Linked DNA regions of Oryctolagus cuniculus: region 2 is linked to region 1. The links are chromatin contacts, called in public Hi-C maps. All regions are on one chromosome and are shown on one strand. Each heading gives the region's core, a stretch centred on a gene start, on an enhancer-like site or on the middle of the called end of the contact. The rest is flanking DNA. Distances are from core to core; before and after follow the strand shown. Region 1 overlaps LOC138845143 (a long non-coding RNA gene). Region 2 holds the start of LNPEP (leucyl and cystinyl aminopeptidase).

Region 1 (4,852 bases), core at 1,555-4,054:
CAAATACATGCTCCCAAGAGAGGGGGAGCATTTTACAGTGAGGGTCAGCAGGGTAGGGTAAGATTGTGGTCTTTGGCCCATTCTCTGCAGCAACACAATCATGTGTGTGGAGGGAGACAGTAGGCAGAGAGGCTGTGCAACTGTGGGAACAAGAGAGCTGGGCTGCTGGGAAGCTGGTGGCCCTTGACACAAGCATGGGGAGCATCTAGCCCATGGGCCATAGAAAGCCAGCGAAATAATTTGGTCTAGTCCTGCCAAGACTACCATAGGCATATGGTATATGGTCATATAGCAGGCTAATTTTCAAGTTGATAATTTTATTTTTTTATTTTTTTTTTGACAGGCAGAGTTAGACAGTGAGACAGAGAGACAGAGTGAAAGGTCCTTCTTCCGTTGGTTCACCCCCCAAATGGCTGCTACGGCCAGCGCGCAGCGCCAATCCGAAGCCAGGAGCCAGGTGCTTCCTCCTGGTCTCCCATGGGGGTGCAAGGCCCAAGCACTTGGGCCATCCTCCACTGAAGTTGATAATTTTATAAAGCCCATGAATGATGTTACAAATATACAAGTGGTCCTTTGCAGAAGAAATGGTCCCATCCCTGCTAGAGGAAAGCACAGTCCAGGCAGGCTGAGTTTTGTTAAGAAACCTGGAGTGATCCATGTAGATCAGCATTGTCTTAAATAGAAGTGCATGGGGTATTAGTCTAGGTTCTTCCAGGATGGTGAGGTCAGTTCCAAGTATAAATCACTTGTTGTTGGACCAGGATTTAACTATTTTCTCAGGGACAGTGGGACTTGACTTGCGGAAGAAGTGTCATGAGCAGGTGTGTGTTCCCTTAAGGGATGAAAGGGACAAAGAAGCGTCCAAAAGATGTGCTGCCTCCACTAGTGCTTAGGTGGTCTCCTTGAGTCCTATAAATCTTTTTTTATTTTCCAAGACTTTATTTATTTATTTGAAAGGCAGAGTTACAGAGAGAGAGGAAAAGACAGATCTTACATTTGCTGGTTCACTCCCCAAATGACCCCATCGGCCAGGGCTGTGCCATGCTGAAACCTGGACCCACGAACTCCATCCCGGTCTCCCACGTGGGAAGGAGGTACCCATGTACTTGGACCATCAACTGCTTTCCCAGGCACATTAGCAGGGAACTGGATCAAAAGTGGAGCAGCCAGGACTGGAACTGGCATTCATATGGGATGCCAGCCTCATGGGTGGTGGCTTGACCTGCTACTCCACAATATCAGCCCCGAGTCCTATATTCTTTTTAAAAAAAAAAAAAAAGATTTATTTATTTGAAAAGCAGAGTTACATAGAGAGACAAAGAGGGAGAGACACAGAGAAAGAGAGATCTTCCATCTGCTGGTTTACTCTCCAAATGGCCACAATGGCCAGGGCTGGGCCATTCCAAAGCCAGGAGCCAGAAGCTTCATCTGGGTCACCCACATGGGTACATGAGCCCAAGAAGTTTTTCCATCTTCTGCTGCTTTCCTAGGTGCATTAGCAGGGAGCTGGATCAGAAATGGAGCAGCCGGGACTCGAACCAACACCTATATGAGATGCTGTCATTGCAGCAAGTCCTGTATTCTTAACAAATTGGGAACAGGTTACGTGTTACTTCTTCCCACCAGTCCATAACCCTTCTTTAATGTTGCCACAGTTATCCAGAAAGTGTGACTGTAGCATACTTTAGTTCTAGCCATGTGAGTAGAAAGTTAAAATGGTTCTTGCTGAGAGCTGCTCCAGGCCACTGAGGCAATACAGAGATGCAAGGATTGTATACAGTGTTTTCAAAGAGTTCTCTTAGTTTTCTTCCTTCCTTCCTTCCTTCCTTCCTTCCTTCCTTCCTTCCTTCCATCCTTCCTTCCTTCCTTCTTTCCTTCTTTCCTTCTTTCCTTCCTTCCATCCATCCAATTTACTTGAGAGGCAGAGTTATAGAGAAAGAGTCAGAGAGACAGAGAGAAAGCTCTTCCATCTACTGGTTCACTCCCCAAATGGCTGCAGCAGTCAGAGCTGGGCCCAACCAAAGCCAGGAACTTCTTCCAGGTCTCCCAAGCAGGTGCAGGGACCCAGGCACTTGGGCCATCCTCCACTGCTTTCCCAGGCCATAGCAGAGATCTGGATCAGAAGAGGAGAAGCCAGGACATGAACTGGCACCCATAAGGGGTTCTGGTGCTGCAGGCGGATGCTTACCATATTAAACCACAGCACCGGCCCCTCTCTTAGTTTTCTTAAATGTGAGAGTTACTGGAGGCTTCCAAAGCTAGAAATGTTAAATCCTAATAATGACCATGACAATTTACATTTGAATCACAATTTTAATTAAAAGACCTGACTAACCGTATTTTTGCTTCATCTCCTGTGATTAGCCATATGAAAAATTATATTAATAAAAAACTTCCAGGAAAAGGGCTGACATGATAAATTGTCCTCTCTTAAATGCACAAGCTGTGGAGCAGAAGACCAGCGTGCAGGCGGCAGATCATCACCGCTCAGAAACAAGGGGGTGAATTAAGTTGCTGGCTGTTCGATCATGGGAAAACGGTGCCACTGGGAGGGTGCCCGCTTTTGTCCTGGGTCTGTGTGCCACAGTTCCAGAGCAAATGTGTTTCCCAGCATTTAACGGAAATCTGGGGCACTGCGGTGTCTGGATCACGCTCACTGCCCTCCTGCCTCCGCAGAGGCCATCCCTGTGCAGGGCAGAGAGGAAAACGGGCACAGGGCCTCTTGCCTGCTGCTGCTGCTGGCTCCACCGCCTTCTGTGGCCCTCCCCCTTCGCGGCTCTGCCGAGAGAGCCTCTATTTTTGTCCTACTTTCCAAGCGGTGATGGGGAAATAGCTCACATGTTGTGCAGCAGCCCAAGCGGCAAGCAGATCATTAGCAAGGAAGCATCCAATGGGGCTCAGGTTCACAGTATCTTTCTGTGCTGGGAGCCCAAGATGCAGGCCCAAAGGTCTCTTTCAATTAAAAACGTGTGTAGACATTGTGCATAGTTAGGAACTTACTGTGGGACTTAGAAGAGGGTAGGTGGTTTCTAAGTTCCATCACAGAATCTCCTGGGGGTAGAGTCTGACGGCGTCTCCTGGGTCCTTTGTTACTACACACACGGGGTTCCTGGAACAGCAGCAGCAGTGGCCAGCAGCTTCCAAGAGCCTGTCAGAAAGGCAGAATTCTGTGCTTCACCCCAAGACCTATGGAATCATTGCCAGAATTTTAACAAGATCTTTACACAATTCATCTAAACGTTACATTTGATAAGTGCTGTTCTGGGTGATTCCGAATTTCATCCCTGGACAAGACACATGGATTTATTTTATTTTTATCTTTTTAAAATATTTATTTATTTGAAAGGCAGAGTAACAGAGAGAGAGAGAGAGAGAGAAATAAAGAGAGACGGATCTTCCATTTGCTGGTTCACCTGCTTAATGGCCACAACAGCCAGGGTTGAGCCAGGCCAAAGCCAGGAGTCTGGAATTCCATCCTGGTCTCCCATGTGGGTGGCAGGGGCCCAAACACCTGGGTTATTTTCTGCTGCTTTCCCAGGTACATTAGCAGAGAGCCGGATCAGAAGTGGAGCAGCCAGGACTCAGACCAGTGCTCCTATGGGATGCCAGCACTGCAGGTGGCAGCTTAACCTGCCACAATGCCAGCCTCAGTAACGTGGATTTAAAAGAACATTTCCATATGAACACAAAAACTGTATAAAGCACTTTACTTGGGGGGAGAAAGGTTTTGTATGTAACAATGCTCCCATACAGAGTGACGCTAAAGTCTGGAAGGATTGGGATAATGATATCAGATGTAGATGAATAAAAACAAGTGGATGCTTACATCCTGTGAGCAAAGGAAATAATAAAAGGAAAAAAATCTCACAAAGTCTGAGGCTGCAGTTGGAAATGATTCCTCAAAGCTGCAAGTGGCAGTACCTTTGGCATGTTGGATAGTCCCATGTGTCTGCTCTCTTATCCTGATTGAAAAATTGGCTTTGAGCAACGGTTCATCAAAGCAAGGCAAAACCAGCTGTGCCTAGGTTGGCTCCCTATCCATCACTGGGATTATTCTGTGAAAAGACCTGGTCCCACCAAATGGAAAGTGAAACCAGGAAGAGAAATAAATTTGTACCTTCAGCAAACAGCTTACCAAAACTGGAGATGCTTTATTTGATGTCTCAAAGCAGAATCTTTGTCAATCCCGGCTCTGCCTTTGACTAAAAGGAGAGTAAAAGCTTCAGTGGCTGCCAGTGATGAGTGATGCCTTGTGCTGGGCACTCCAGTTACATTATTTCCTTGGCGCTTATGTCAGACAGGGACGTTGAGGCTCAGAGAATTCAGTGACTTTACCAGGACCCTAGACCAGTACATGGCTGCAGTAGGCTCAGCAACAGTCAACCTGACCTCAAAATTGGCCAGGAAATTAATAGTGCAGAACTGTTTCCACACCTGATGGAGCTCAGACATTTGAATAATGATATATGTGTGCTATCTTTGGTCGTGTTCCCAGGAAGCAGACCTGGATTTATTAGGAACCTGTTGCCAAGATGAGGAGGTGGAGGTGGGGCCAGTGCTGTGGTGTAGCGGGTAGGACTGTTACCTGCAGTATCAGCATCACATATGGGCGCCAGTTCGAGTCCCAGTTGCTCCAATTCTGATCCAGTTCTCTGCTCTGGCCTGAAAAAGCAGTAGAAGATGGCCCAAGTCCTTGGGCCCCTGCACCCACATGGGAGACTGGAAGAAGCTCCTGGCTACTGGCTTCAGATCAGCACAGGTCTGGCCATTGCAGCCAATTGGGGAGTGAACCATTGGATGGAAGACCTCTCTCTCTCTCTCTCTGCCTCTCTTTCTCTCTCTGTGTAACTCT
Region 2 (4,852 bases), core at 1,294-3,793, 39 kb before region 1:
AACTACAGAGAGCCTGACTGAAATATATGACTACTGAAGGCCAGAATGACAAGACAGAAACTAAGTTCACTTCCTTTATAACCGTATGGGTCACAGGGTGAAGCCATCAACCAGATTCTAAGTGTGGTCCTGAATTACTGAAAACTATTTTGTTAAGCTGCCACACCTCTCCACATATGAACAGGGATATATGAGACAGCCTTAAGTGGGAGAGCTTTTATTTAAAAAGGATGCATGTATAATAAAAGCCAGTACCACACTTGACAAATCTTGCAATGTTAATTCTGTGGATAATGGAATATTCTATACCAGAATACCCAGACCTGTGGGAGAACTATATGTGCACATTTCCAGTACTCAAAAGGATTAAATAAAAAATGATAAACATGCTTTCCACTATTTCATGTCATGTTTGAAGGAACTAGAAAATTGCACAGCAATCCCTCAAAAATTTTGAAATATCCTGTCCATCTTGAACATGAAAAGCACCACTAAAGTTGCCAGCATCTGATTTCTTGTCAACTTCAAATGTCATAATTTCTATTTTCCCTGTTAAAGGAAGCTTGCTGAGCTCCAAGCAGTGATTTAGACATTAACTAAAATGATGCATTGCCAAACTGCCTTTAGCACGGACCTTGACAATCTGGAAGACAGATAGGGATAAGTCTAATTTCCTATATGAAAGCTGAAGCAGAGCTTCTTTTTATGTTCTCTTCTCTGGGATTTTTTTCCCATTGCCTTTCCAACACAAATCTGCAAATATTCACTTCTAGAAAAGCATATTGTACAAAAGGAGAAAAGCCTCCAATCCTAAGACTTGACAAGGTACTGTGATTCTGCTGGTGAGTTCGGCAAATCAGCTAATGCTGATCTTGACCAAACGGGTGGCTCAGCCTGTTGGAGACTTCTTTTTTAAAATTTAGGTGAAATTTCACACTTAAGAATCCTGTATCAAAAAAGTAAGTCTTGCCATATTCATTTGCAAGGAGTTAATAACGTGTACTAACATATACTAGATGGCCCCTCTCTGTTCTCTGGGCTCAAGTCTTCCTTAATTCTCTGAGTAACTTTTTATCAGACTGCTCAGGGAGCCTTAGGAATGACAAATAGAACCTGAAAAGGAAGAAAATGCAGAATTAAAGCTGTCATCGTTAAGCCTAATGAAACAGTACACCCAGCAGAAGAAAGCCTTAGGAATTAGGGACAGGGAGACCATAACCAGCAGTTATAGCAAGAGTGAGGCACAGCACACTGCAAAGTCTGGCCAGGGCCTGGGATCCAGTGGACCGCGGCTGTCTCGGTTGCCACAGACCCACCCACTCAAGGCCAGCCTGGCTCCCGCTAACGAGGTCCTCCACCCGCAGGAAGCCTCGTGCAGACTGGACAGCGGATCCCCTCACTGGCACGCTTCCTACTTGCGTTCCTGCAAGGGAACCGAGGCATCCAGCGCCGCAGAACCGTAAAAAACACCTCACCCCGAGGTGGTGACTCCGGCGCTACCTGCCCCAAAACAAAAGCCTTCGCTGTCACCGGGGCGGGACCGGGCGCCCCCAGCCAGGAGCAAGCCGCAGCGGGATGCAGGGTCCTGCCTCCTGTCACACTGTGATATCGCCGTGGCGGACCCCTGCTCTCCCTCGAAGGAGCTGCAGGGGACCCGGAGCGCCGGGAGGAGCCTCGCGCGCGCCCCGCGCAGCGCGCCAGCCGGCCCCGGGCCACCGCGCGGACTGGGCGCCGGTCCGCAAGTTTCCCTTCCTCCCCCCTCAGGAACCCTGCCAAGCCCCTCGCCCCCATCGCGCCCTATTAGGAAAAGTCACGCCGACACCCCGGCGAAGGGGCAGGGACAGCTCCCAGCGGGCTACACAAGTTGGGTCCCGCCGCGAACACGGCGTGCCCCTTATCCCGCACGCGAGTCGGGGCACACACCGCCTTCCCCGGGGGAGTGGGGGCAATGCCCGGCCGCCAACTTTCCCGCGTCGTACCTCACCGCCCCCGCCCCGCGCGCAGCGGTGCGAACTTCGCGGCTCGGTCCCCCGGGGGGCGACGCCGCGGAGCGCGGGTCCCGGCCGCCCCGCTGACCTTCAGGCCAGCGCCGGCCGCGCGCGGGCCACTGCCCATCCCCAGAGCCTCCTGCAGCCGCCTTCCCGGCCCTCTCGCCACCCCTCAGTCCTCGCCCGAACTGGCGGCGGCGGCGGCGGCGACAGCAGCCCGACCCTGCGTCTCACCACGGCCGCTGCCCTCCCCAGAGAGCCCAGACGCGGCATCCCGGGGCCGCCCGCTCACCATTGGCGAAGGGCTCCATTTTGCCCCCGCCGCGGCTCCTCACACCCCGAGCGCCCAAGCTTCCTACTCCGAGGGCTGAAGGGGCCCTGCCGACTGAGCATGCCCAGCGCGGCCTCCGAGGGCTGTCGGGGAGGCGCCGCGAGGGGCGGCGCCGCTCCGCCGCGCCGTGGATCCGCCGTTCCGGGTTTTCGCAACGGCTGCAGCAGGAGCCCGGGAGGCTGCCAGGACGGCTCCGCCGGGGGCGGGCTCCGCGCCCAGACGGGGGGCGGGGCAGCGCGACGCTCCGCCCCTTCCGCAGCGGCCGGAGGTAACGTCGCCGGCTCCGCTACGCGCGGGGCTGCGCTCGGTGGCTCAGTCCGGCGCGATCCTGGGTGCGGGGACCGCAGTGCTGCGCCAGGAAAACACAGTCGGTCCCCTGAGGGGCGGACAGTCCAGAGGCAGGCAGTAAACACACCCAGAGTAACCGCGGCGGTGAAATCGGGCTCCCCGCCGCACGTAAAGCCGGGGTGATGATGGGATGGCGGGGAGACCGCGCCGGGCAGGTGCCTTACGGGTCGATGCCTGAGGGCAGAGCAGCAGCCTGCGGGCGAAGGTCTCTCTCCGGACCGCAGAGTTCACGGGCTGCGGGACGGAGCGGGCACCCTAGGTCTTCCCAGCGCGCGCAGCGACCGGGCGGCCCCGGGCCCCAGAGCATCCCCTGGCGCGGTCCCTTAGGGCGCGGCCCCGGGGATGTCGGCGCAGCGGAAAACCCGGCGCCGGGCCGTCGGACCGGGCCGCGGGGCCCCCCGCAGGACGTGGGCAGCAGGCCCGTTAGAGCCGAGCCCTCCGTCGACGCCAGCGGTTCCCGGGGTGCTGCGCCCCGCGGCGCTAGGCCCGAGCGGCTCCCTGCGTCGGCCCCGCTCGCCAGCACTCGCGCCGTGGCCTGTAGCCCGGAGCCACTATTGTTTGCAGCGCCAAATTAGGAAGCGCCCGCGAGTCTCCGAGGCGGAACGGCCGCTGGCCCCGTGAGCGCGCGGGGAAGAGCGCCGGGGCCAGCGGGTTCGGTCCTAGGGCTAGGGTGCGCGACGGAGCCACCCCGCGACGGCTTCCGCCCCTCATTCAGCCTCAGCCCCTGCAGCGTCTTGGCCCGGGCTGCACGACCCTGCGCCTGTCAACTGCCGCACGCTCGGCCGCTCGGAAGCTGCCCGCCGTGGGGCCAGGGTGGAGTCGGCCTGCGCAAACGGGGCGAGGTGGCCCTGTGTGGCTGACCACCACGGGACGTAGAAATTCGGTGTCAAAGCCCCCTTCAAGTACGATACTGCATTGTAGAACGTTCATTATGGTGCACTTCCTACCCCCGGTTTGAGAAGTTTATTCCTCCAGTGCGTACCGATTGCACGTGGAATAAAAGCTAAACCCCCTGCTCGGCTCTGGGACGCGAGGAACACAGGCTCGCCGTTCCCGGTGCACGCTCCTCGCGCAAGAACTGTCCCGATTCTTCGTGGCGCTTGGGTCTCGCTTCAATTTGACCTCTGCAGAGAACCTTTCTCTAACCACGCCACGAGCGCGTCCACCCTGCGCGATGTCCGCCACAGCCCTGCTTACTCAAACAAGGCTTCAGGTGGTGGTGTCGGGTTATCGTCCACCTCCCTCTCCACAAGGCTAGCTGATCGAGAGCAGCAAGGCTGTGTCACTGTTTTAGGGTGGCTTCGTGAGGTCCAGATGAGCAATCAGCGACGAATGCTGAAACAAATGCGTGCAATGCTATTGCGAGTTCCAGTCCACTTGCCACGTGGAAAACGCTTCCCTGGAGTGTCTCGCGTGGACGGAGCCCGGAGGGTCCGTGTCTGTTGATTCCTGCAAGCTGCTCTCTCCCTGGCCGAACAAACACCGTCTCCCGCCGGGGCGCTGCGGAGGGAGCCCCAGGGGCTGGAGCACCAGTGTTCAGTCCACGTAGTACTGGCAGGACCCCACGCTGTGTGCTCCTTCCGTGAAGAGGCTTTGCGTGCCTCTGGAGTCGCTTTCGCAGTGAAAACCCTTCTTGCCACGGAGGTTGAAGCCTCCCCGTGTTCAATCACCTCACCTCACCTCACCTGCAAGCCAGCCTGCCATGCTTTCAAGTGTGAAACACGTCATCTTGCGTTCTGTTTTGAATCCGCAAGGCTGCAGAGGTTGTAGCAAAAAGGCTTCGTAGACGTGGATGGGGCCCGCCTTTGAGATCAAAGAGGTAAATATTGCTAACCTCCTGCCTCCCACCCCTCTCGTTCCTTCCTCCACACAAACACAATAAAGACCTGTAGCTTTCTACTGGAGGTAAAAACCGTAAACAAAATCAGTGTGTTTCGGAATCCCACCCTATCCTCGAAAGATTAATAGTGAGTTTTGTTCCATTTTGTGTTGTTTCACTTCTTGAAGCCCTTCTGGAAGAAACATAGTTTCAGACTCACTATCTGATGTTTCTGTCTTTAACCCCTCCCTCCTCCCACGGAGAACTTCCTCTTTAAGGCAGTAACACTTTAAGTTATTATGAAGTTTCTATTCATTATGGGAGGAGAGACCGTGACATTACCTACTACACCCATCTACTATTTTC

What was found. A called contact is a pair of places that touch in the nucleus more often than the background predicts.
Region 2: a contact with region 1 is called in a Hi-C map of psoas muscle, with 2.7 times the contacts expected there. The contact joins the promoter of LNPEP here to the enhancer-like site in region 1. A contact is called at or near these places in 2 of 6 Hi-C or Micro-C datasets (psoas muscle and an unstated tissue).

What each region holds. Positions count from the first base shown.
Region 1 is chr14:19,559,788-19,564,639 of mOryCun1.1, reverse strand. All of the region lies in intron 2 of LOC138845143 (a long non-coding RNA gene), which reads left to right. It overlaps LOC138845142 (a long non-coding RNA gene), which reads right to left. Exons shown (of 4, transcript XR_011381935.1): 3 at 3,001-3,148. Among named protein-coding and RNA genes, the nearest start is that of LNPEP, 39 kb to the left of the region's middle. Within about 2 kb of position 2,804, at least 3 of the 8 cell types and tissues checked have an H3K27ac peak or open chromatin away from gene starts, as enhancers often do.
Region 2 is chr14:19,598,999-19,603,850 of mOryCun1.1, reverse strand. LNPEP (leucyl and cystinyl aminopeptidase) reads right to left here and starts at 2,543. Exons shown (of 18, transcript XM_008261965.4): 1 at 2,281-2,543. The coding sequence starts at 2,299.